7 separate regions of the Mus musculus genome follow, and all the other regions are linked to region 3. The links are chromatin contacts, called in public HiCAR-type and promoter capture Hi-C maps. All regions are on one chromosome and are shown on one strand. Each heading gives the region's core, a stretch centred on a gene start, on an enhancer-like site or on the middle of the called end of the contact. The rest is flanking DNA. Distances are from core to core; before and after follow the strand shown.

Region 1 (3,090 bases), core at 561-3,060, 3.0 Mb before region 3:
GTCATCTGAATCTTTATGCAGCATATACTGGGTGTAGCTTAAAACCCACTGTAGGTAGATTGTTGCTGCTGCAGTTGTTTTTGAGACAAAGTCTCACTATATAGTATAGGCTGGCCTGGGATTCTTGGTCCCCAAGCCTCAACCTCCCAAGTGATGAGATTAGTTATATCATCACCTTGGCTCTTTTAAGAAATACAATAGGATATGTACATCTCTGTCAGCAGAATGAAAAGGAACAGAAATGCAATGGGAGTAGCGCTTTGGAGAACCACTGGGGCAGTCAGTGGAGTTTCAAAGGAAACCCTTTCATAAATTCAATTTGCTTGGGTTTGAGGAACCTTAGGGGATTGGAGAGACACAGTTTCAACAGGCCAGCTAGCCTTCAACTGAAAGACCCGCCTGCCTCTGCCTCTGCCTCTGCCTCTGCCTCTGCCTCTGCCTCTGCCTCTGCCTCTGCCTCTGCCTCTGCCTCTGCCTCTGCCTCTGCCTCTGCCTCTGCCTCCAGAGTGCTGAGATTAAAGGCTGACACCTTTGCAGAGTTCAAGGAAGGGCCCAGAAGCAAATCCCCCAAAGATACGGTCAATCTAAATACTCTCCCAAACTCCAATCACACAAGAAGTGCCTTTAGAGTGGGCTACAATTCAAGGGCAAGTAGTCTTTGTTGTATATGGCAAGCCAAATTTCAGTAGACAGTGGTAGAGCCCAAGCAACTATCTGGCCAGGTTAATCTGTCTCTGAAAGCTTTTAAGAAATGTAAGTCAGGATCACTAGTGCTCCACTCGTCCAGGAGCTCAGGATGAATCTCCTTTCCTTAAGTGTGCTTTGTGCCCAGCGATTGGCGATTGGCTCTGACACTGCATTAGCTACTTCAGAAATGCTGAGGTGGGGGTTGAGGGCAGGGAAAGCAAAGGACTCTGGGAGAGGGGGGTTGGTTGCCGCAGCAGGGGTGGGGGTGGGGGGTGGGGGAGTCTGACTCTAGAGAATCCAAGGGACAGGAAGTTGTGAAGAGAGCCTGAGAGCCAGCCTATCTACATAAAAACGAGGACTCAGAAGGAATTGGTGAGAGGCAACTGACCACTTGAAAATACGCTTTCCTCTTGTGGCCAAGCTTAGGGGTCAAATGGTGGCTGTCATCAATGACTCCTTTACAGAGCAACACACATTTAGGAGCTAGACGGTAACATGTTCAGGTTTTGTGGACCAAGAAGCAAAAGACAAGAAAGAATGTGGGCATTTATATAATAAGAAAAAAAAAAAAAACCAAAATTTTCAGCTTTTGTTGAAAAAACTGGAAAACAAAATATTTGAGCTAATTTTGTAAAATATACATCTAAATTAAATGACAGAGAAAGAGAATTCTTGTTGGTGAGAAACCCTTTTCTTAGTCCATCTTCAAACGTAGTCTATATCACCACTTCAAGTGCAAACATGCTTCACTCCCGTGTGCAAATACAAACCGATGTGTGGGTCTGGCCTATGTAGACACGGTGTGCACTTGAAGCCCAGGTATCACCTCTGGGTTCTGAGCTTCCGGGTTGAAAGGCTGCTCCTGGCTGTGAGGCACCACATGGCCCTTTCCTGCAATGGCTCACTGTGCCCACTTTATCTGGTTGGTTGACCTCCCCATTTAAAGGCAAGTCAGGAAGTCCTATGTGGAGCCTGGAGCTCCCCTACGGAGCAACTGTACTTGGGTGCTTCGGGACCACCCAGAGCTTCAAACCCAGATGCCCAGCCTGCGTGGGCAGAAGCAGCCTCCCAGCACCCTCCAGCGACTCTTCAGCTGCTCCTCCTCCCTCTGGCTCCTCCCCCGGCCCTCCCCTCCCCTAGATCCTGCTGCTGCGTTTTCCCGCTTCACCAGCAGCCCAGGCCACCGCAGCAGCAGCAGCAACAGCCGCAGCAACGGTAGCAGTAGTCTGCATCGCAGTCCCTTTCTCCTTCTCCAGCGCGCTCCTCAGTCCCCGGTCACCATGCCTAACATCGTGCTCTTCAGCGGCAGTTCTCACCAGGACCTGTCGCAGCGCGTGGCCGATCGCCTGGGCCTGGAGCTGGGCAAGGTGGTCACCAAGAAGTTTAGCAACCAGGAGACCAGGTGGGAGCCTCGCTGGGGCTGAGGCAGGGGCCAAAGCATGCCCAGGCCAGCTCCGCGGGCGTCATGCTCTCCCTTCCGGGGCGGGACGGCAACAACGCGGCTGCAGAGCCAGGGCGGCTGCGCCAGGGGAGAAAGAAGTTCAGCAAGGGACCCCCAACCCCCACCCCCAACCCGGGTCACCCTGGAGTCTCTACGCGTATCCTCTGGCTGTTAACCTTCTGGTGGCTGGGCCTCCAATACCCGGACATCGGCGACCTGTCGACCCTTGGGCACCCCAGGCCCCTCTTTTGCACCGGCTCGCCTGGTGTCTTCAGTCCGGAAGGACAAAATCGGGGCAGTTACAGAGCGTCTGGGAGAGTGGGCGCAGTCTGTGGGCATCACTTCGGTGCCGGGAATGGTGGGGGCGGGGAGACATCGGTGGATCCGCCCGCCCCAGTTTCCAACTCTCTGCCAGACAGAAACCCAGAATCCTGCATGGTTGAAAAGGCTCTGCACGGGTCCTGGGCACTGGGTTTATCCCAGGGAAACTTTCGAATGCCACTTCCAGCCGCTGGCGATCAGAGTACTGCCAGCTGCTCAGGTGACTCTCCAGAGCAGCAGGCTGGCCAAGCGCTGCCTTATCCAGAAAGGTGGGTTTGTGCGGGAGTTAGGCAGAGCGTGGGAAAGCGAGACGCACGTGTTGAGCGCTCGCACCCTTCCTTTAAACTTTGTTGCATCTATCATTGCGAATAGCTTCTTTGTGTTTGTGGAGCTTAGCTGCGCACAGCAACAAGACCCCAGTTTGTTCAAAATTCCACCGGTTTCTCACATTAGCAAAAGGTGCCACCAGGCAGGCGGAAGCTCTCCTCAGCTTAGACTAGGGATTCCTTGTCCTACTTGCCCAAAGCCAATTTCTTTTCCCGAATTCTATTTAGCACAGTTAACCAACTATACAGTGCACAGTGACAGATAACCGTTCTATATTTAGTAGCGCACGAATTCATTCCGCAAGTTTTACAGAA
Region 2 (3,230 bases), core at 473-2,972, 2.9 Mb before region 3:
GATGGCCTAGTCGGCCATCAGTGGAAAGAGAGGCCCATTGGTTTTGCAAACTTTATATGCCTAAGTACAGGGGAACACCAGGGTCAAGAAGTGGGAGTGGGGGGGGGGAGAGGAGAGTGGGGAGGGGGGACATGGGGGACTTTTGGGATAGCAGTGGAAATGTAAATGAAGAAAATACCTAATTAAAAAAAAGGGGAAAAAACATTAATTTTCATCATTGCTCATGAAAGGCAGAAGCAGAGGGTACCATCTGGCTTGTTTCAGTGGTAAGTTTATTTCTGGTGCTACTGGCATGCTACAGCAAATGAAGAAGAAAGTAGTTGCCATACTAGAAATCAGGATTTGTGTTAAACTCTCAGTCTCACAATATTGACTTCTGGTTCCTATAATTGAACAATACAATTTGGCTCCTCCTTACCACCACGGAGGACAACTCCAGTTCCAAGGACTCCAATGCCCTCTTCTGACCTCCTCAGGCACCAGACACACACAGCATATACAAACATCATGCCTTTATGCGAAACAATAATACACATAAAGGAAAATAAATACATCTAAAAATGTTTGATTTTCAGTATTTAATAACATAAATACAGATGCGTGTTTTAACATAACAAGCCCTTGGCAAATGTGGTCTACCTGTAGTTGCTATTTTCTCAGCTAACTAGGGATACTAATGCAGGCCAGCATGTTAACTCTGGTTATTATTAAGTGTTCTCTGGATGCTAATATCTGCATCTTCTTTCTTGGTTAAATTATAGGTATATTAATAACTTTAAACAAAGCTACAATAATTTAAGCTTGTCCACAAAAGGCTTCTATTATCAGTACAGGAGGGAATACTTCTCTTAGGGACACTCTGAGAAGCAAATAATTCTTTATATTCTCCAGAATGGAAGTATTGCTGATTTTTGGAAACTAAAGTGAGGGACCCAACTGGTAGCTTTAATACCACTCAAAAATCAGTGTCCCTTCAAACTGGACCAAAAACAATGCAAGATAAATCTTGACTCATTTCGAAGATATTTATAAAGCAGTGTCTCTCAACCTAAACCACACAGCCCCCTCCTGGCATACTCTCGAGTCTGTAGTTATCAGAAGTAGAAGAAGGCAGTGCTGTTGATTTCTAGAGAGATAGGGCACGAATGCTGCCAAACATCCTACAATATAACAAAATGTCAAAATGTCAAGATTGTCAATAGTGAGCTGGCGAGAGGCTCAGTGGAGAAGAGCACTTGCAGCACAAGTCTAAAGTTTGAATCCCCAGGACCCTAGTAATGTGATGATGATGGCAGAATGTCTCTAACCTCAGTACTATGCAGGGTAGAGATAGAAGGATTTCTAGGTTTAGTTGACCCCAGTCTAGCTTCAGATTCCGTAAGAGACTCTGTCTAAAAAGGGTACAGTAGAGAGTGACAGGGTGTGTACTTGAAATCCTCCTCTACACTCTTCACACACATGTACCTTCACAGATAACACGCACACACACACACACACACACACACACACACACACACACACACACACACACTAGTGGCAAAGTTATAAATCCCTGCTTTTAAACAAAAGGACAGGTTGCTTTATCAGGTTGTTTGGATTTAGAAATGTTGCCTCAACTCTAGTGATTAAAAAAAAAAAAAAAAAAAAAAGAGGAGCCGGGTGTTTCTGCAACCCCCGTGTGGTGTAAGTTAAGTAGTCATGCTCCTTCCTGCCCTCCTCCCACTACCCAGCCTCAATTTTGTATTTGGAAAGCCCAAAGCACGCAGCTCAAAGGCTCTGCGAGTCTCGGTTTTCTGTTGCCTTCTCTCTGTCTCAGAGGACTCCATCTATAGAACCACTCTATGCCTTCAAGAAAGGTATTTTAAACACTGGGACACATTTCGATAATTTCAGTAAGTAGATGTACGTGCTGTTACAAGGGAATGGGGGTGAGAAGAGAAGGAATCCAAACCGTAAGCCAAAAAATGTTTTAGAATGTAATGAAAATAATGTTGTAGTCTAAAATGTCAATTCGTCCAAGACAGATTTTCAGTCAGATTGGAAACAGTTTCCTGGAGTCTGACTTTCTTGTATCTAACTTTAATGAAATGAATACTATATGTATTCTCAACAGCACATTTATAAAACAGTGTTGCCAGTGTGTCTTTGCTGCCTTTCAAGTGTCACATTGGATGTCTCTGTTTCTCACTGCAGATGTCCTTGGCTCCCTTCTCAGGATGATCCTGGCCTATCTCTGACTCTCTTCTCCTCCACCAGACCTCTTGATTCCATTTTGAAAGAAAACTGAAAATGGTAAGAACAGTTTATGGAGCCTGATTTTGTCATTGCTCATCTTTGTGCTAAGAACTGGCAAGAAAAGTATTTAGGAATTGTTCAGGGATGAAGATGTAGCTCAGCAGTACAACACTTGCCCGTAGTCCCTGGGTTCCATGCCCAGAGTGTTGTTTCCTAGGAGAAACTGCTTTGTGATGTTTCATAATCAAAATGAATCAATGTAGTATTTCATAATTTGGGATTAGTCATTGTTTGCTCTGTCCAACTTCTTACATGCTCAGTACATACTGTAGTGAGCAAGAGTAGATGTTTGAATTGAGAATTTTAATTTTTTAAAAAAAAATTCTCCAGTTTGATCTTTAAAGTCATGCAGGCCCCTAAAGTGACTTAATGTGTTTCCTACCATATGTTGCTATCTGAATGACTGTACAGAAAGAATGGATTCAGGAGACATGAAGAACAGGGATTTGGGGGACGCCCCCTGCTCTACTGCTGTCAAAGATGCTCAGAGTTTGCAATTAGATGAAATGGGGTTTCAGGGATGAGCATGTCCAGGGTAGAGGCCTCAGGATGCACTTAGACTCAATTCCTAACACAATCAGAACACATGGGATTTAAAGCAAAGGGTGGGCAGCAGTCAGTAGATGGAAAAGTACTAAGAGGAAATTTCAGGCATATGGTGTGTGTGGTGGGGGGATGGGGTTCTAGCTAATTTAGTCTGACAGAATTCTTGTTGGAGGCTGGCCAGGATGCCGCAGCATTTCCTGGAGGAAGAGGAGAGTCAGAATGCTCAGATCCAGTGAAGGGCTGGGGCATGGAAGATGTAGGGAGGTTAGGGGTGGGGTGTGGTCATAAGCCAAGGAAGGGTTTTTGATAAAAGGACTTAGCAAGATCACTGCTTGAGCTGGGCAGAACAAAGAAGGCATAAAGCCCCCATTCCAAGGTCTAGGGCTCAC
Region 3 (2,957 bases), core at 418-2,917:
CTGTGGCTTTGAAAGAAATCAGATGACCCACAGAGCCTAAAATATTTACCATCTGGTTCTTCACAGAAAATGTGCTGATTAGGGCTGCACAGCTTAGCTAGTGACCCAGTACATCCCATAAGGCTCTGCTGGTATTATCTCTGTGGTTTCCTTTAAAATGTACCTGGAACTAGAGCTTTCTTTTTAAGAACACCCTCTTCAAGTGTTCCCTAGAGCTCATGCTGAAGACAATCTGGCTTCTCCTTCCTTATTCAAGGATAGCTATGCTTAAACTGCTCCCTTCTCTTTTCAGAACCCTTCTTTTAATTATGGAAGCCTTTCCCCTGAGCACCCTTTCAGTGTAGACCCTGAAAGGAAATGGAACAGGACACAGGCTTTACATGTGGGCTCTTTCCTACATCTAAGGCTAAGAAAAGTTCCCTTTAGGAGTTCCCTAAAGTGATGCTCATATGAAGTGCTCATTCAATACTCTGTTCTATAGATGCTTAGACTTTTAATGCCACAGCTTTAGAGATCTGGCAAAAATCCGCCTTAGTTGAGATCTACAAGTCTACAAAGAACTCAATGGAGGATTACTATCCTAACTCTCTGAGTTTCAGCTCTCACCTGCAACTACATGTGTCCATTTTCTCCCACAAATTCACCTACATTTAAAATCGTCTCAGAAATTCAGAGGGAGGAGGCAGGAAAGAAAGGAGCACGTGCTTGGGAGACAGAGAATTGAGGGTTCTAGGGCAGGGTAAGACAGCTACATGGGGGCACCCGGACACATAAACTGGAAAAAAAGAGGAGGGAAGACCAAATTTACAACCAGTAAGTAAACAAATAATGGAAGCAAGAAAATATGAAGTTTGCAAAAGGGGAAAGCAAAGCCTCAAGTGGCTAATGCTGTGCTACTGTCATGTGTCATCTAAACCTGGTCCTTTAGTCCTATCCCGTTTTAAGAAGTGAATGATAAGAACAGAAATAATGAACCAAATGAAAGTATGTGAAAATACTCACTGAATCTTGGCTTCTATAAGTGAATAGAGGCTGTAAAATCTGGTCAATTCTCTCTCCAGCCCTACATGCTAAGCGATCTGTACAACTTCCCTACCCAAGCCATGTAAATGACAAAGTCAAGAAGTCCTCAAAATTCTCAATCGTGCCCAGGGAACTCCCTTATTAGTAGAAGCTTCTGAGGATCCTTAGAGGGGGCTCGGACAGGGCTGAGAAATCAAGAGAAGTATACTTTAATCCAGTCCCAAGGCAGTGCACACGCACTCCCTGAGAGGCAGCTCGGGTGTACTAGAGCCAAAGAGGATCAGCCCGGGTCCACCAGCCAGCACCCCAGGATGAGACAAGATCCGGCCAGACCCAAAGGGACTCGGAAAAACGTCCTAAGATTCCAGTCACTCGCTCTACTAAACTCAGTCTAAGAACCAGTTCCAACCCTCAAGGCACCCTCAATCCCCATTTGATTACGGAGACCCACGGACCCGACTTCCGGGCCTCAGATAGAGTAGGCTTCACCTCCTCCACAGCCTGCCACGGTCCTGTGAGAACGGCACAACCCCATCCAGAGAGACCGAGAACGTTAGAAAGGACAGCCAAGACGCGTACTTACCCTCCAGTCCCATGGCCGCCACTGTCCGGACCTCCCGCGGCAGTTAACAGAATCCCGCCCCGCTGCTCCAAAGCACCAATCAGAAGCGTCCGCGATCCGAGCGCCGCGCCCCCATGATAACCAATCACACAGAGGTTCTGAATTACGTAGAAGAGAGACGCCCAGTCGGGCCCAAGTCTCTAGCGCGGGATTGTAGCGTCAGCGAGCGCAGGAGCACGTCTCCTAAGAGCTGCGGAAGGTCCCGGGCGTAAGTGCCCTGGTTGCTTAGTTACTGCGTCTCTTTTCAGGAAGCCCGGTCTCTCCCCGCCTCCTTCCGGTTAGAGAGACCAGGCGGGGCCGGGCCGGGCCGGGGGCTGGGGGGAGGAGCGGGAATGCGGGGAGGGCGGGGATAAGAGGAAGGGCAGGGTAGGGGGCGGGGAAATCAAGGCCAGGGCGTTTCTAGTCAGTATGGTACCACAGCCAAACCAACCACATCCATTCTTGTTATTCTGGCAGGATTGCTAAATGTGATGCATAAAAGTACAAAAATAAAGAAAAATCACAGCAAGTCAAAACTAAACTCTGAACTTTGAATCTTAGATCTACATATCTGTGCGTGTCCTAAAGACTGAGGACTTTCCTTTTAAAAGTTCAGATTTTGTTTTTGTCTTACAACTCTATGGGGGGGGGGGGGTGTCAGGGAATCTTAGGTATAACCTGAAACGCTCCCGCTCAAGCTGCTGCAGTCCTCAGCCAAAACTGTCTTGCGGTCTGGAGCCAGATTGTGCTTGGCCAAGAAGACAGAATCTCTCGATTGTTGTAATAGTCACCTGCTCTTTATAGTTGGTACCTGCAGATTCCCCAGCATGGCCATTCCTGCATTTTCTAGAATAAATTGTTTTCTAAGCAACAACACCATCACCATGACTGGCATCCACTTGAAGCTTGTGGTAAAGTTAAGGGTATTTTCTAAAACAAAACAAAAAGTTGTGCCAGGTGTGGTGGCGCACGCCTTTAATCCCAGCACTTGGGAGGCAGAGGCAGGCAGATTTTTGAGTTCGAGGCCAGCCTGGTCTACAGAATGAGTTCCAGGGCAGCCAGGGCTACACAGAGAACCTGTCTGGAAAAACAAAACAAAACAAAAAAGTTGTAGCAGATTTGAACTGTAGTATTCTGCCTGAACGACCACAAAGCATGCCTTCAAAGACTCTCAACCAGTGTGTCAGGACCCCTTTGAGGTATCCTGTATAGGAGGTATTTACATGACGATTCATAATAGTAGCAAAATTACAGTTATGAAGTAGCAAAGAAAATAATTTTATGGTTGTGGGTCATCACACCACAGCATTAGGAAGGTTAAGAAACACTGCTT
Region 4 (2,884 bases), core at 382-2,881, 2.1 Mb before region 3:
ATTGAAGGAACTCAGGGCAGGAACTGGAAGCAGGAACCATGGAGGAATGCTACTTACTGCCTTGCTCCCAAGTACACATCAACTACCCTTTTGTATACAGCCCAGGCCTAAGTACTAAGGATAATATGGCCTTCCCACAGAGGGCTGAGCCCGCCTACATTAATTAGAAATAGAGAAAAATGCCACACAGATGTGTACAATTTTTCAATTGAGACTCCTTCTTTCCAGGTGTGTCAAGTTGACAAGCAAGACCTTGCAGTTTTGTAAATCAATTATTTCCGAGAACTTCAACACCAAATGGTGTTACTTTCAGAGTGATAAACCATAGCAAAAAACAAAAAAAAAAAAAAACAAAAAAAAACCAAAAACTTCTAGACTGGGCCTAGTGATACACACCCATAGTATCAGCACTTGGAGAGCAAGAAGATTATCCTAGTTTGAGGACAGCCTGGACTACATAGTTGTAGACCAGGCTAGACTACAGTGTGAGAATCTTGTGTTTAAACCAAACCAAACCCAAACCAAGATTGCTTTGTAATCATACCCTAATACTAACCGTTCAAAACAGAAAAATAATCAGGCATCCCTTATCCTGATCAGTGTGAGTTCCTTGTCCTCCCTCTGCTGAGGTAAAATCTCTTACATTCATGACCAGATCACCCTGCTGTATCCCTGCTATGAACAGATCCAGTACACAACACTGAGGGGTTGCTTCCTTAAATCTTTTCCTGAATTGTTTTGGCATTGGAGGTCAAAGGAGTCTGCCACATTTTCTAGTTCAATTATCACTGTGGTTTTAATCCTTGAAGGCAGACCATGTTCACACATACACTCAGGTTTCTTGTAACTAATTACTGAATGGTTACTACTTCCTTTCATTCTTGTGATGCATGTTATATGCTTGTTGGACTAATTACTGTTAGGCATGACAGTAATTATGGCTTGCCTTTTTGCTGCCTGGTTTGTTAGTTGAGAGAGTCTTACTATGTAACCCTAGCTGGTCAGAAACTTATGGACCTTCTCCCATCTCTGCCTCTGGAGCGCTAGTATTATATGCCACCAGGTTTAGCCATTTTTATATTGATTTAAAAAAAAAAACCCAACCATTTATTATTACAGACCATCACTGTTAGCCATTTATATTTTATTTGATTGTTCTTATGGAGGGTTTTACATTTGTTTATTTTTATTTATTTAGGAAGGCGAGTACCGGGTCCAGCCTGTTTAGTTTTGCCCCAGGCTGTCCTCGAACTCGGGATCCTCCGGTCTCTGTACTTTAGTCTTCAGCCTTTGCCTACTGGGGTCCATCACCACAGCCAGCCTGTTTTTATTTTTGTCCCATCTGTTTTACTGGTTTGACGGAAACTAAAAAGAGTAAGCGCATCAACAAACGTTGCCACTGAAACGCAGCAGCCGGGTTAGTTTCACTTCGGGCCTTAGCTCCTCTCTCAAGGGACCACTCTGCGAGGCCCGCGGCCGCTCTGCGCAGGCGCCAAGTCCAAAGCACCTTAGCGTCCAATCCCACGCCCACGTTGGCTCGCCGGAACCTTAGGACTGGTGCAGGCTCTGTCGTCCGGCCCCAAGAAACGGAAGTTCCCTCCAGGAGGAGGCGGCACCGCCCACTGGAGGGCGGCGCCTGCGCTTCTGGGCGGGCGGTGCTGCGGCCGCTAGGGCAGTGACCGAGCATCTCCGATGGCGGCGTTCCGCCATTTCCGTTACCTCGGCCCCCGCGGAAGGGCTAACTCCCGGGTCCAGTGGAAGGCAATCCCGGCTCGCAGGGGCGCTCTGGTGCTCCCCGTGCCCAGGCTGCTCGAAGGTTGATTTCCTCCTCCCTTTAGGTGCTGTCATTGGAGCGGGCCGGAAGGCGCGCCGCCATGGCTGTACGGCCTCAGGGCCGTCCCCCGGGGTGGATTTCTGCAGGCTTTGTTTAGTAGTCAACCCCACCCACAGGAATCTCTCTGGGCGGGCCGGTTCCTCTCCCTGTCCCTTCCCCCGGGATCCTAACGTGGCTGCCTAAAAACAACGCCCCGCCAGCGTCTCGTGTCCTAGCCCCCCAGCCCCCCATGGCCCGTCCATTCCCTTCTGAGCCAGGGCCTTGAAGCTTGACCGATAAGTTTAGCCTGGAGCTAGAAAATTTCTCTTTTTTTCCCCTCCTGGATGTTGAGAGAGATTTAAAGACTGCTGGTCTGTTCCCTAAGCCTCTGGAAAATTTCACAGTAACTTTCCTGTGCTTTTTCTTCACGTTTGGACGATTTTAGTGCAGATGTGTGTATGCCCTTCCTATAATTGCATATTCCCAGGCGTCTGCATGCATTCAGGCAACACATGGTAGGGCCGACTCTTGCTGTCACTATAAAAGGTTTTGTATGTGCACACACATTGTACACACACACACATATACATACTCATACACACACTGGTAAATGGTAAAATGTACACTCATATATGAACTACAACTGCCATGAAATGTGTCTGATCTGGATTGGAGTGTGTTCGAGTGTAAAGCACAGCAGACTTTTGTTTTTGAGAATTAACACAAAAAGGAATTAAAATACCCTTTTATCAGATTTTGAAAGGACAGTATTGGGGCGAAGCTTAGGTGTAGCTCAGTAGTAGAGCACATACTTTAATCTGCCTAAGGCCCTGGGTATGAACTCTGCCACTGCATTTTAAAGGAAAAATATTTTAGCTAAGTAAAACTAGAATTAATTCCAACAAATTTTAACATACTATCACACATTTAAAAAATATCTTTGTGGCTTGAAATCTTTATATGAGATAGCATTGCTCTACAAAGGGTGCTTTCAAACAGTACCCTGTGGCCAAACACAGACTGCCCACATTCTCTTTTGAAATACAGTCTCTTGTAGCCCTGGCTGGCCTC
Region 5 (3,010 bases), core at 79-2,578, 2.8 Mb before region 3:
AGAGGATGTGTTACCAGAGAAGTGACATCTAATGCGCGCTCAAACAGGTCTAGGGCCCCATCCAAAGGGCAGAAAGGCAGTCTCCCAAGTAGAGCATTAACTGGGGAACCACATGGGTCACCTGCTCCTCCCTACCCCCATCTCCTTCCTCCCAAGTAAAAGGGAAGTAGATGAAGAAATGGGGAAGTCCAAGCTGCTCCAGCAGCGGCAGTTTAGGGTCCCTAATAACACTTGACATTACCAGAGAGGCAAAGCCTCTGCCATAAAAATGCTTAGCAAAGGCTTTCTGGAAACATCCCTCCAGGGCACAGAAAAGGAGAAGGAATGTTTTATAGTTCTCTGTGTCTCAGATATAATCCCAGCGATGCCCTTTTAAAAATATCCTACGGAGCTACCTCCAACCACCTGCCACTTGCAGGCACAAGCTTGGTATCTGTAATTACTTTTTAGTAGCAAGTGGGTCCCTGCGACTTACGGACTCAGGTGCCATTTTGAAACCGGCACATCTCTACCTGAATCGTCCACATGTGTTGCAGGGAAAACCTTCCCTTCAAAAGCTAGTTCGCGCTTCAGCTTCAATCCTCAGATAATAGAGCTGATGGACTTGTGGTCTTTGGGAATCCTTGGCTCCCATTAGCAATCACTTTTAATTGATGAAAATAAGAAAAGGAAAATGAACTTCCTTATTGTCAGTCAGTAACAGAAGTTGACTTTGACTTAATTTTGAAGGGGCCGGCTGTGTTCTCTCTGAAGCCCCCTTACACCTAGCAAATGTTAGGCACTTGACTCGATTGCTCACGGAAATTATAGCAAACAATACAAATGCTGCGGCGCTAAAACTTTTCTTTTAAAAATCCACTCAAGGATCCTTTATCGCCCTCTCAAATCAAGGGGGAGACAAGCGAGGGAGACAAAGAGGGCCGGGTGGGGCTGTCCACTGGTCTGAAAGCTGAGTCATTGGAATCAGACCCCAGCAGCTCTTGTATGAGGGACACCTCACCCTATCTTGGGGGCGTTGGCTGCAGACAAAGCCGGTTTCAAAGTAAAGAAAAGCCTGTCCCCTTAGGTGCCACTCAGGCCATTAGTTATCACGCATTGAACCTTAAGAACAGGTTTGGGCGGCTGCTGCAAAAGTTCATGATAATAAAATAGACGTCAAATGGGGGGGAAAGCATTTTGAAGGCGTTTGTTCCTTTTCTAGTTCCGCCATCGATGTGGTTCAAAGGCGCTGGTGAATGGGGATGTGGGGGTTGGGAGGGGGTCTGACAGCCTCCGAACGCCCTTCCGGAGATGCGGCGCGAAGGAGTTAAGCCGGACTACGAGTGACATCACCTCATTTGCATAGAAGCACACATAAAGCGGCGTTCGCCGCGCCCCTCCCGACAATCCGCAGCGGCTTCTGAGCAGATCAGACTCTCCTCGTTCGCGCAGCTCGCTCGGGTGAGCCCCAGGGCCCCTTCCTTCTGTCCTTCCCTGCCTGTCCAGCGCAGGCACTTGCCCCTCATCCTCCTCGTCCTTAAAGCCAAGTCCAAGGCATGGTAGTTTCGGGGAATTGGGGGGGGGGGATGCTAAACTCTTCCAGATGCCGAGTAACGGGAAGGGGAACTTGATTAAGAAAGAGAAAACCCCATAAAATTGGGCATTCTGTTGCGCAGCTTAGAGGGGAATTGTTTTTTTTTTCTCCTCGACCCTCTCTCCGAAATATTTTCCCTTGCCTAGCTAGCTGTAATTAATCAGAATTAGAAAGATCCTTTGTTCAAACGCTCTGTGCTCCCCTTAATCGCCTAATGGCTTCGAGGGCTGTTATCTGTGGCGGGTTTAACCTTCCCGGCCTTTAGCGTGAAAATTCGGAAGCCCTTGCAGACGAATGTATGCAAAGGCCGTCAAAAGGCCCCTGTATGCAGATCAAGATGCTTTTGCGAGAAGTGGGGAGGCAGTTTTGTGTGCCAAGGCAGCATTGTTGGACTAGAGAGAGGAGAGGAAGCGAGTAGGGCGGTGGTCGGCAGCTGGCGGCGTCAGCTCCCCCGCCTTTGTGAGGAGGAGAAAGCTGGACCGCCTGGCATCTTTTGGAGAGCAAGCCCTTCTAGAAAACGGAGATGCGTATTGCGACCTTGGCTCCTTTTTAAGAGATTTTACTAGACTTTCCCCCACTTAAACTGGAAATGGCTTCGATCTATCCAGACTTTAATTTTTTCAAAGCTGCAATGTTAACATTCCGCAATGGTGAATTTTATTATACGGGAATACTCACCTTTGACTATTTCCACCTTCGTTCTTTGAATCTTCCCTTTGGGAATATTAAGGGGGAAGATTTTTTTCCTATAGAAAGAGGAAGATCTTTAGAGAGGACTCGACAAGGAAAGCACACAGAGGGAGAGGCAGTAGGATTTCAGGCTTTGGGCTTTCCGGCGGGGTGGGGGTGTGCTTTTGGAACTGGGAGAGGCGAGGGTGGGTGGCTCTTTCTTAGCTCTGGTCTTGGCTTTTGTACCTGCAGCTCCTTCCAGCAACCATGTCTGACAAACCCGATATGGCTGAGATCGAGAAATTCGATAAGTCGAAGTTGAAGAAAACAGAAACGCAAGAGAAAAATCCTCTGCCTTCAAAAGAAAGTAAGCTGTTCGCCCCCACCCATTTTCAGAACGGGCTGGGCGGGAGCAGAGCAGAGCGGGGAGCAGCGGCCGGGAGGAGGAAGGGAGGGGCAGCAGGGAGGATGGGGGGGGGGGCTGCGGGGGAGGAGTCGACAGTTTGATGATGATGAATATGGCCTGCAAAGGTTAATTAAAAACTGTTTTGCAGTCAACAAGCGCCGGGCTCTAGTGATTTAATAATGGAATATTTCATATTCCATATTGTGCATATACATTTATTGGGTAACTGTACTTCTGTTTAGCATGTCTTGCTTAGCGAGGCTGCTATGTGTCTTTCTAGAATTTTTATAGGGTTTTTAAATGGAAATCATGTCATTTTATAGAATGCTCTAAGTCTCCTTTTTTTTTTCTTTTCTTCACAG
Region 6 (3,273 bases), core at 83-2,582, 2.2 Mb before region 3:
ACCAAGAAAAGAATGTATTCTGACAAGTCACTGTAGCTTGTCTGCCCTGCTGACCTTAGTTCAGAGGCTTCATGGCTCCATCAGTAGCTCTTCTTTGAGTTGGAAGTCTACTCTTAGACCAGATAGGTAGCTGTGTTTGACCTGTTCCTCACCCTCCTCAGGCTACCAAGCTAACTGGCATGGTCTTCTCATAGCCCAAATAGAGATGCAGGTGGGTTGGAGTTAGAATGGGTTTGGAATTGACACAGTGTGTCTCTGCCCAAACACCATCAGTCAAAGCAAATCACTGGACCATGTCCAATGTCAAGGTGTGGGGTCATGGGCTCTGCCTACATGAAGCCAAAGGGTGTGAATGTGGGGATAAGAAGAACCAGTATTCCTTCTGCTACAAGTCAGAATAGATAACTCATCGCTACCTGAAGGAATTCTTATAAAGTATCTTTTGTTTGTGTTTTTCTGTCTTAGCTTGCTTTCTACTGTTGTCATAAAACACCAAGACCAAAAGCAACTGAGGGGGGGGGGAAGGTGTTTGTTTGGCTTACTCATCCTGACCCATCCAGAAAGAAAGTCAAGGGAAGAACTCAAGGCAGGAACCTGGAGGTAGAGGCAATCCAGATACACTGTTTAATGGTGTTCAATACCTTTCTCGTACCTTCCTGGACCACCTGCATAGGGGTGGCACCGTTTGTAGTGGGCTGGACCTTCCCACATCAACCATTAAGAAAATATCCTGCGGGACTTGCTTATTTGATGAAGGCATTTTCTCAATTAAGGTTCATTTCTTCCAGATGATTAGTTTGTGTCAAGTTGCCAGTGGCTACTACACTACAATATCATTTGAAGTTACATTTGAACTGTTGTGAGTGACTAGAAGACGACGAAGACGACACTTGCCAAATGATGGGGTTTGTTCAAAACTTGGTGACCTCTAACATCTTATGATTTCCCTTGTGTGGGGAAAAAAAAAAAAACCCCAGCCGAGCATGAAACCTCCATTGACATGAGATTGCCTTGTGATTTTGTGCTTGCATCTGTGGTCCTGCTTTGACTTCTCAATTCTCAATCCCTGGAGTTCAAAGTGCACACCGCTTGTCCCAAGCCTGAAACGAATGGCAATTGGAGGTGCCCCTGAACAGCCTGTAGTGAGTGAACTGAAGCGGGGGGGGGGGGGGGGGCGGTGCTGGCGGGGACTTGGGGGAGCGTGGAGGAGTTACGGGTGAGAGAAGAGCGTGGAGGCCTCGTGGGTCGTCCTGGAGGCGGGTCCCAGCCAGATGTGCTCAGTTGCCACGCCCTCGCTGGTGCACCGGAGCGCTTCACCCAACAGAGTATCTCTCCAGGGCGCCCCCAGCCACTCACAGCTCCAAACGTTCCCCAGCTCTCCACCTCTGCGCGGGCTGCCACAGAGCCTGCCAGCTGCGCGCAAAACCAAGGTCCTGACCAGCGAAGCAGAGAAGAGGCGGTGGCCCCTCTGTTTCGTAGGTCCTGAGGGGCTCAGGACAAGAAAGGAGCCCACCCCCGGCCAGTATGCAGCCGCCCTGGGGCCTGGCGCTTCCTCTGCTGCTCCCCTGGGTGACAGGTGGAGTAGGGACCAGGTGAGTGTTCGCATTGACCCTGGTTCCCCAAGCCTGAACGCTCCTTTTGAAGCCCTTTGTCGTTGACCAGCATATGTAAGGGGTACCTAGGTGCTGGGGTTGAGGTGTCTGTGCGTCTTGGGATGCATTTCACCAGGACACCGCACCGAGTGCCCACCAACTTTCTTCCCTGCGTCCCTTGGGTAAGGTTTAGCCTCGGGTGGTCTGTGGATTCCGTTCCCCACTTGGCTGAGTTTGTCTTGTCTGGCGGATGGGGGGAGGGGGGAACTGGGCGAATAGATCTTGGCTGTGTTTGGGATTTGGTGCTCTGCAGCCACCTCCGGTGCAGGCAGATGAGTGAGTACCTGGCACGGTGTAAGTTTAGTTCCTTCCACTGCCCCTGAAGGACGCCCACTGATTACCAGTCGTTAGTTTTGCTAGGGAAGGAATGAAGAAAAACAGGAGGATGCAGAGCGCGCATTTTCCGCATTTATTGTTGAGCGCTAAAGCAGCTCCTTGCTGGGCTCCTGCTCTAGCTGCCTTTGGATTCGGGGTGATGAACTGGAAAATATGCGCTGGTAAAAAGATAGCTGAACCCATCCTTGTTTTTGCCACTTCCTTCTATTCATGAGCTTTTCTGAGCCCCAAAATATTTCCCTGTGAGAGCTACAAAGCCACATAGTAAAAGCACATAGGCATAGTGTGTCATGTAGACCAAGCAACTTTCAGACCATTAACCCAGCAGAAGTCCTTAGTCCCTGTGGCTTCAAAGTATTATTATCGTTGCCATCCCTGTTTTGAAGGGGTGAAAAATTAGGCCGCGTAACCTGTCCAAAGAGACAAAGCCAGTTAAGTGGCAGAGCAGGAACAACCCTAGTCAATGTGGCCCATCCATCATCCTCCACACTGGAGTAGGGCAACCTTTCAGGAAGACTCCCTAGAACACACACACACACACACACACACACTCACACTCACACTCACACTCACACACACACACCCTTCTCTACCATTATGGCTTGCTTCTTCCTTGCATGTCTGCCTAGGGTCTCTGTGCTGCAGAGCTAAGGATCTTTGGGATGACTTAATCATTTGTTGGTGTGGCAGGCTCTCCTGTGTTCCATGGGAAGTATAACAGCATCTCTGGCTGCTATAAAATGCCAGTAACAGCTTGGACACTGCCACCTACCCAAGTCGGCACAGTTTATGAAAAAAAAATCTCCAGATATTTCTCTTATATTTTTGGTCGTGAACCTAGCCTTTAAAGGCCCCAGATATTTCTCAAAGTCACCTAAGCAGCAGGCTCCTTCCCAGCTGAGTGAGGTTTTTCAGGTTTTCCTCTAGGGAGAAGAGGAAGGGGCAGAGGAAAAACCCTTGGTTTGGCTCCAGCTCCTTAGCGGTGACTTTGTTTAACTCCCAGGAAAAAGTCTTTCATCAGGGTCTGCCACGGTATTAAGGGATTTTGAAGTTCAAACGGAACAACCCTCAAACCAGGTTCTTAGAATGTATAGTTGCAAGTTTCAATTTCCTTCCCGTGATAAAAATGTAAGCAGAGGCAATTTGCTCCAGTCACATTGGAGAGAGTCATGTTTTGTTAGAAAGCCCACTTAAGAAAGACCAAGTGCTATGTGGAGATGAGATTAACAGTTCTTCAACAGCGGGCAAACCGACCTCCAGAAGATCCACTTTCAAAATGCCACCA
Region 7 (3,142 bases), core at 298-2,797, 2.1 Mb before region 3:
TAGATGGAGGGATACCCTATTTGAGAAAAAATGTTTTCAATAAAAGAAAAAAGATCTGATTTAGATGAGGATTGTTTTGGCTTGGTTTGGTTTTTCTGAGACTGTGTGTGTGTGTGTGTGTGTGTGTGTGTGTGTGTAACAGTCCTGGCTGTCCTGAAACTCACTTTGTAGATCAGGCTGACCTTGAACTCACAGATATCTGCCTGCCTCTGCCTTCTGAGTGCCCGGTAAAAAGACACCACCACACCTGGTTTGAGAAATCATTTTTTATATGTAACTTTTCAACATATGATTATTTAATAATATAATTACTAATAGATTACTTATAAAATATATACATTACTGAGATTTCACATTGATAATGGGTTAGAGAAAATATCAACATTTCGATGATTTAAATGTCAGTTAATGGATAAATTGTGTACTATTTCATTCTGTTTTTCCTTGTATGTGAAAAGCATAGTCATTTTTCCCTTAGAGAAGGTCTCATATAGCCTATGTACCAACTCCCTATGTGCCATGAGGATCTTGAGCTCCTGTCTCTGCTTCTAGAATGCTAGGCTTCTGTGATGTCGGGGTTGGAACCATGATTTCATGTATGGTGGACAAGCACTCGACCTTGACTTGTATCCCAGCTCACTTTTCCATATGCAACAGATTTGTATATCGATAAACCTTTACTCAGATGTCCGTGGGGGAAATATTCTGCACACATAAAAATAGATTCCTTTTTATAAGAAAAAAAATCATTGAAATTCAAACTGGAACTCAGTATTTATTATGAGCCTTATTTTCATAATTATTCTAAAATCATACTTGTGAGAAACTTTGCTAACTGTAATCTTTCTGGCGCCTGATGAAAGGTTATTACTTGAAAATGGCTCCACAAAGAGGCAGACATTATGTAAATTGTTGTGGATCACGAAAGTGAATGTCTTCTCTTAGAAACTAAACATAATCTATATGTTTATGGGGAGCTAAGAATCTTTCTTCCAGGGACTTTTATTTTTACCACCTATGTACTCAATTCCTCATATAAATCAAAGGAATACAAACACCTCTGACCCTATATTTTGCCATTATTATTATTGTTTTGTTTGTTTTTCGACACAGGGTTTCTCTGTGTAGCCCTGGCTATCCTGGAACTCACTCTGTAGACCAGACTGGCTTCAAACTCAGAAATTTGCCTGCCTCTGCCTCCCAAGTGCTGGGATTAAAGGCGTGAGCCACCACCGCCTGCTTTTTTTTTTTTAAATGGTGCAATACTGCTACGTCATAGTACTCATATGTTCTCTACTTTAAACTTTAAGAATAAATTATTATTTTGTGACCACTGTTAGAAGAAACGCAGGTGGGAAGACCAGAGCAGCAGCTAGTACAAAGAAAAACTGCGATCTTGCAAAGCAGTCTGTGGGAAGAGCAGATTCCAGACTTCCTGGCTCAGTCTTCCTTGGGCCTAATTCCTGTGATCCAGACTAGGATCTTAGCCTTAGCGGTTGGGCTCGCAGCCGCAGGCCACGCCCACAGGAAAGACCCCGACCTACAGCTCCTGGCCTGGTGCTACCGCCACAGGCCCCTCCCCGCAGCTCCTGGCCCCGCCCTAAAGACTTAGGTCCCGCCCCTGACCCGGGTCTGGTTTTACCACTCCAGACCCTGCCTCACTGCCTCAGGCCCCGCCCCGTCGCCCCACTGTCAAGGCCTCGCCCCTCCGTCTTGGCCCCGCCCCGGCCGCCCGCCATATTGGTTCTTCTGCCCCAGTCGCTCCCTCTTGGAAGCGCTCTCGACGTTCCGGAGTCTCTGGCCTTCTTCCTGCCCTGGTTGCACCCAGGCGTGTTGGCGAGCCGCCCCCAGGACGTCCAGTGTGTGTCTGCAAGGTGAGCGGGGGTCATCCTTCCATTTGAGGTCCGGCCAGAGCTGGTTAAGAGCGCGCGTAGCCTGAGCTGAGCTGCTGGAGCGGAGGGCCGCCGGGGCGGCGGGCGAGCCAAATTGGCGCGGGTCAGTAGATTGCTGGGCAACAGGGGTAGTTAGCTTGTCCCCAAGTCTCCTGAAAATTCCTACGTCAGTAGGAAGAAAGACGGGTTTTCACATTCAAGCACGGGAAGAAGATCACACACCCAACCACTCGGGACATACACGCGCGCGCGCACACACAAACACATACACGCAGACCGACCGATCGGCCTTACTAGAGAGGAAGAGATATCCCTTCCAAAAACATCATCTCAGGAAAGAGATATACCCCAAATACTTGGGAATAGGATGGTGGAACGATGCTCACGGGACCAATGACATTACCTGGGTACACACTTACACATTAGTCTTTCCCCTAACCACACGGGGACACCCACATACTCGAGACCAAACCTTGCGCCACAGTGACTGACTAATGCTGGGGAAAGCAAGCTTGTGTTATTTGAGTTTGGCGACCTCTGACATACTACCCTTTGACCCACTCAGGTGAGAGAGCTTGGAAGATAAAGCCAGGGCAAAGACCTTGTAGGCGGTTGGGAACATCGTCAGATATCAGATCTTGGCCGAGGTTTCAAAATCGCGTTCCTTTCTTCCTTCCATCTTAGTGAAAAGACCAGAGGAGACTTTTAAGTACTGACCAAATGGTTGGTGAACGTATTATGGTTCTGTTTTGTTTTGTAAATGATGACACATCCCGTGATCATACTTCTTTTGAGGAATAACTTCTGCAAGTTTCCAAATTGGCACGTGACCAGTCTTTTCACAGCGTCCTCATAAAATCAACAGACTGAATTTGGTTTTTGTTTTGTTTTGCTGGTACAAGTTTTGTCTTTTTCCTTGCTAGCACCACTGCAATGGAAAATCCCTACACTGCCTGAAATCTCAACTAGAATTGAAGGAAACCCAGGGCTTTCAACTAAGGACTATTTACCTTTTTCTTTTCGTTCTTTTTCTTCCATTGCTGGAGCCCAAACCTAGGGTCTTGTGCTTGGCTAAGAAAGAGCTGTACCCCTGTGCAAAATTCCCAACTCCTGTCTCAGCTAAGGGACTTAAGTACCCTGCTTTTACTTTGTCTTTTATTTTTATTTATTTTTATTTTTTTAAAACCTTAATAGGTTTTTTTAAAAAAGATTTATTTATCATTGTACATAAATTCACTGTAGCTGACTTC

Evidence for each region. Promoter capture Hi-C pulls out the DNA fragments that hold promoters and counts their contacts. HiCAR-type assays count read pairs that join an accessible place to other places. Capture Hi-C pulls out chosen DNA fragments and counts their contacts.
Region 1: a contact with region 3 is called in a promoter capture Hi-C map of stem cell-derived epiblast-like cells, with 4 times the contacts expected there. The contact joins the promoter of Prps2 here to the promoter of Piga in region 3. A contact is called at or near these places in 6 of 39 promoter capture datasets (the HPC-7 cell line, HPC-7-derived erythroid cells, hematopoietic stem and progenitor cells and 3 more) and 1 of 484 Hi-C or Micro-C datasets (B cells).
Region 2: a contact with region 3 is called in a promoter capture Hi-C map of hippocampal neurons, with 4 times the contacts expected there. The contact joins the promoter of Tlr7 here to the promoter of Piga in region 3. A contact is called at or near these places in 3 of 39 promoter capture datasets (3T3-L1-derived adipocytes, hippocampal neurons and pre-B cells).
Region 4: a contact with region 3 is called in a promoter capture Hi-C map of liver, with 3 times the contacts expected there. The contact joins the promoter of Tceanc here to the promoter of Piga in region 3. A contact is called at or near these places in 6 of 39 promoter capture datasets (the 3T3-L1 cell line, 3T3-L1-derived adipocytes, HPC-7-derived erythroid cells and 3 more), 1 of 484 Hi-C or Micro-C datasets (hematopoietic stem and progenitor cells) and 2 of 9 other capture datasets (adipose tissue and liver).
Region 5: a HiCAR-type map of astrocytes shows a contact between it and region 3, with 6 times the contacts expected there. The contact joins the promoter of Tmsb4x here to the promoter of Piga in region 3. A contact is called at or near these places in 3 of 39 promoter capture datasets (the C10 cell line, hippocampal neurons and pre-B cells), 1 of 484 Hi-C or Micro-C datasets (B cells) and 1 of 115 datasets of contacts at active chromatin or transcription factors (astrocytes).
Region 6: a contact with region 3 is called in a promoter capture Hi-C map of pre-B cells, with 3 times the contacts expected there. The contact joins the promoter of Egfl6 here to the promoter of Piga in region 3. A contact is called at or near these places in 2 of 39 promoter capture datasets (cranial neural crest and pre-B cells).
Region 7: a promoter capture Hi-C map of pre-B cells shows a contact between it and region 3, with 4 times the contacts expected there. The contact joins the promoter of Rab9 here to the promoter of Piga in region 3. A contact is called at or near these places in 13 of 39 promoter capture datasets (the 3T3-L1 cell line, 3T3-L1-derived adipocytes, the C10 cell line and 10 more) and 2 of 9 other capture datasets (adipose tissue and liver).

Annotation. Positions count from the first base shown.
Region 1 is chrX:167,381,469-167,384,558 of GRCm38.p6, reverse strand. Prps2 (phosphoribosyl pyrophosphate synthetase 2) reads left to right here and starts at 1,810. Exons shown (of 7, transcript NM_026662.5): 1 at 1,810-2,089. The coding sequence starts at 1,968.
Region 2 is chrX:167,329,063-167,332,292 of GRCm38.p6, reverse strand. Tlr7 (toll-like receptor 7) reads left to right here and starts at 1,722. Exons shown (of 3, transcript NM_133211.4): 1 at 1,722-1,856; 2 at 2,194-2,292. The coding sequence starts at 2,290.
Region 3 is chrX:164,418,490-164,421,446 of GRCm38.p6, reverse strand. Piga (phosphatidylinositol glycan anchor biosynthesis, class A) reads right to left here and starts at 1,667. Exons shown (of 6, transcript NM_011081.3): 1 at 1,607-1,667.
Region 4 is chrX:166,509,225-166,512,108 of GRCm38.p6, reverse strand. Tceanc (transcription elongation factor A (SII) N-terminal and central domain containing) reads left to right here and starts at 1,631. Exons shown (of 5, transcript NM_001007577.2): 1 at 1,631-1,816.
Region 5 is chrX:167,207,536-167,210,545 of GRCm38.p6, reverse strand. It overlaps Tmsb4x (thymosin, beta 4, X chromosome), which reads left to right and starts at 1,328. Exons shown (of 3, transcript NM_021278.2): 1 at 1,328-1,440; 2 at 2,495-2,609. The coding sequence starts at 2,510.
Region 6 is chrX:166,583,775-166,587,047 of GRCm38.p6, reverse strand. It overlaps Egfl6 (EGF-like-domain, multiple 6), which reads left to right and starts at 1,332. Exons shown (of 12, transcript NM_019397.3): 1 at 1,332-1,592. The coding sequence starts at 1,525.
Region 7 is chrX:166,478,272-166,481,413 of GRCm38.p6, reverse strand. Rab9 (RAB9, member RAS oncogene family) reads left to right here and starts at 1,547. Exons shown (of 3, transcript NM_019773.2): 1 at 1,547-1,874.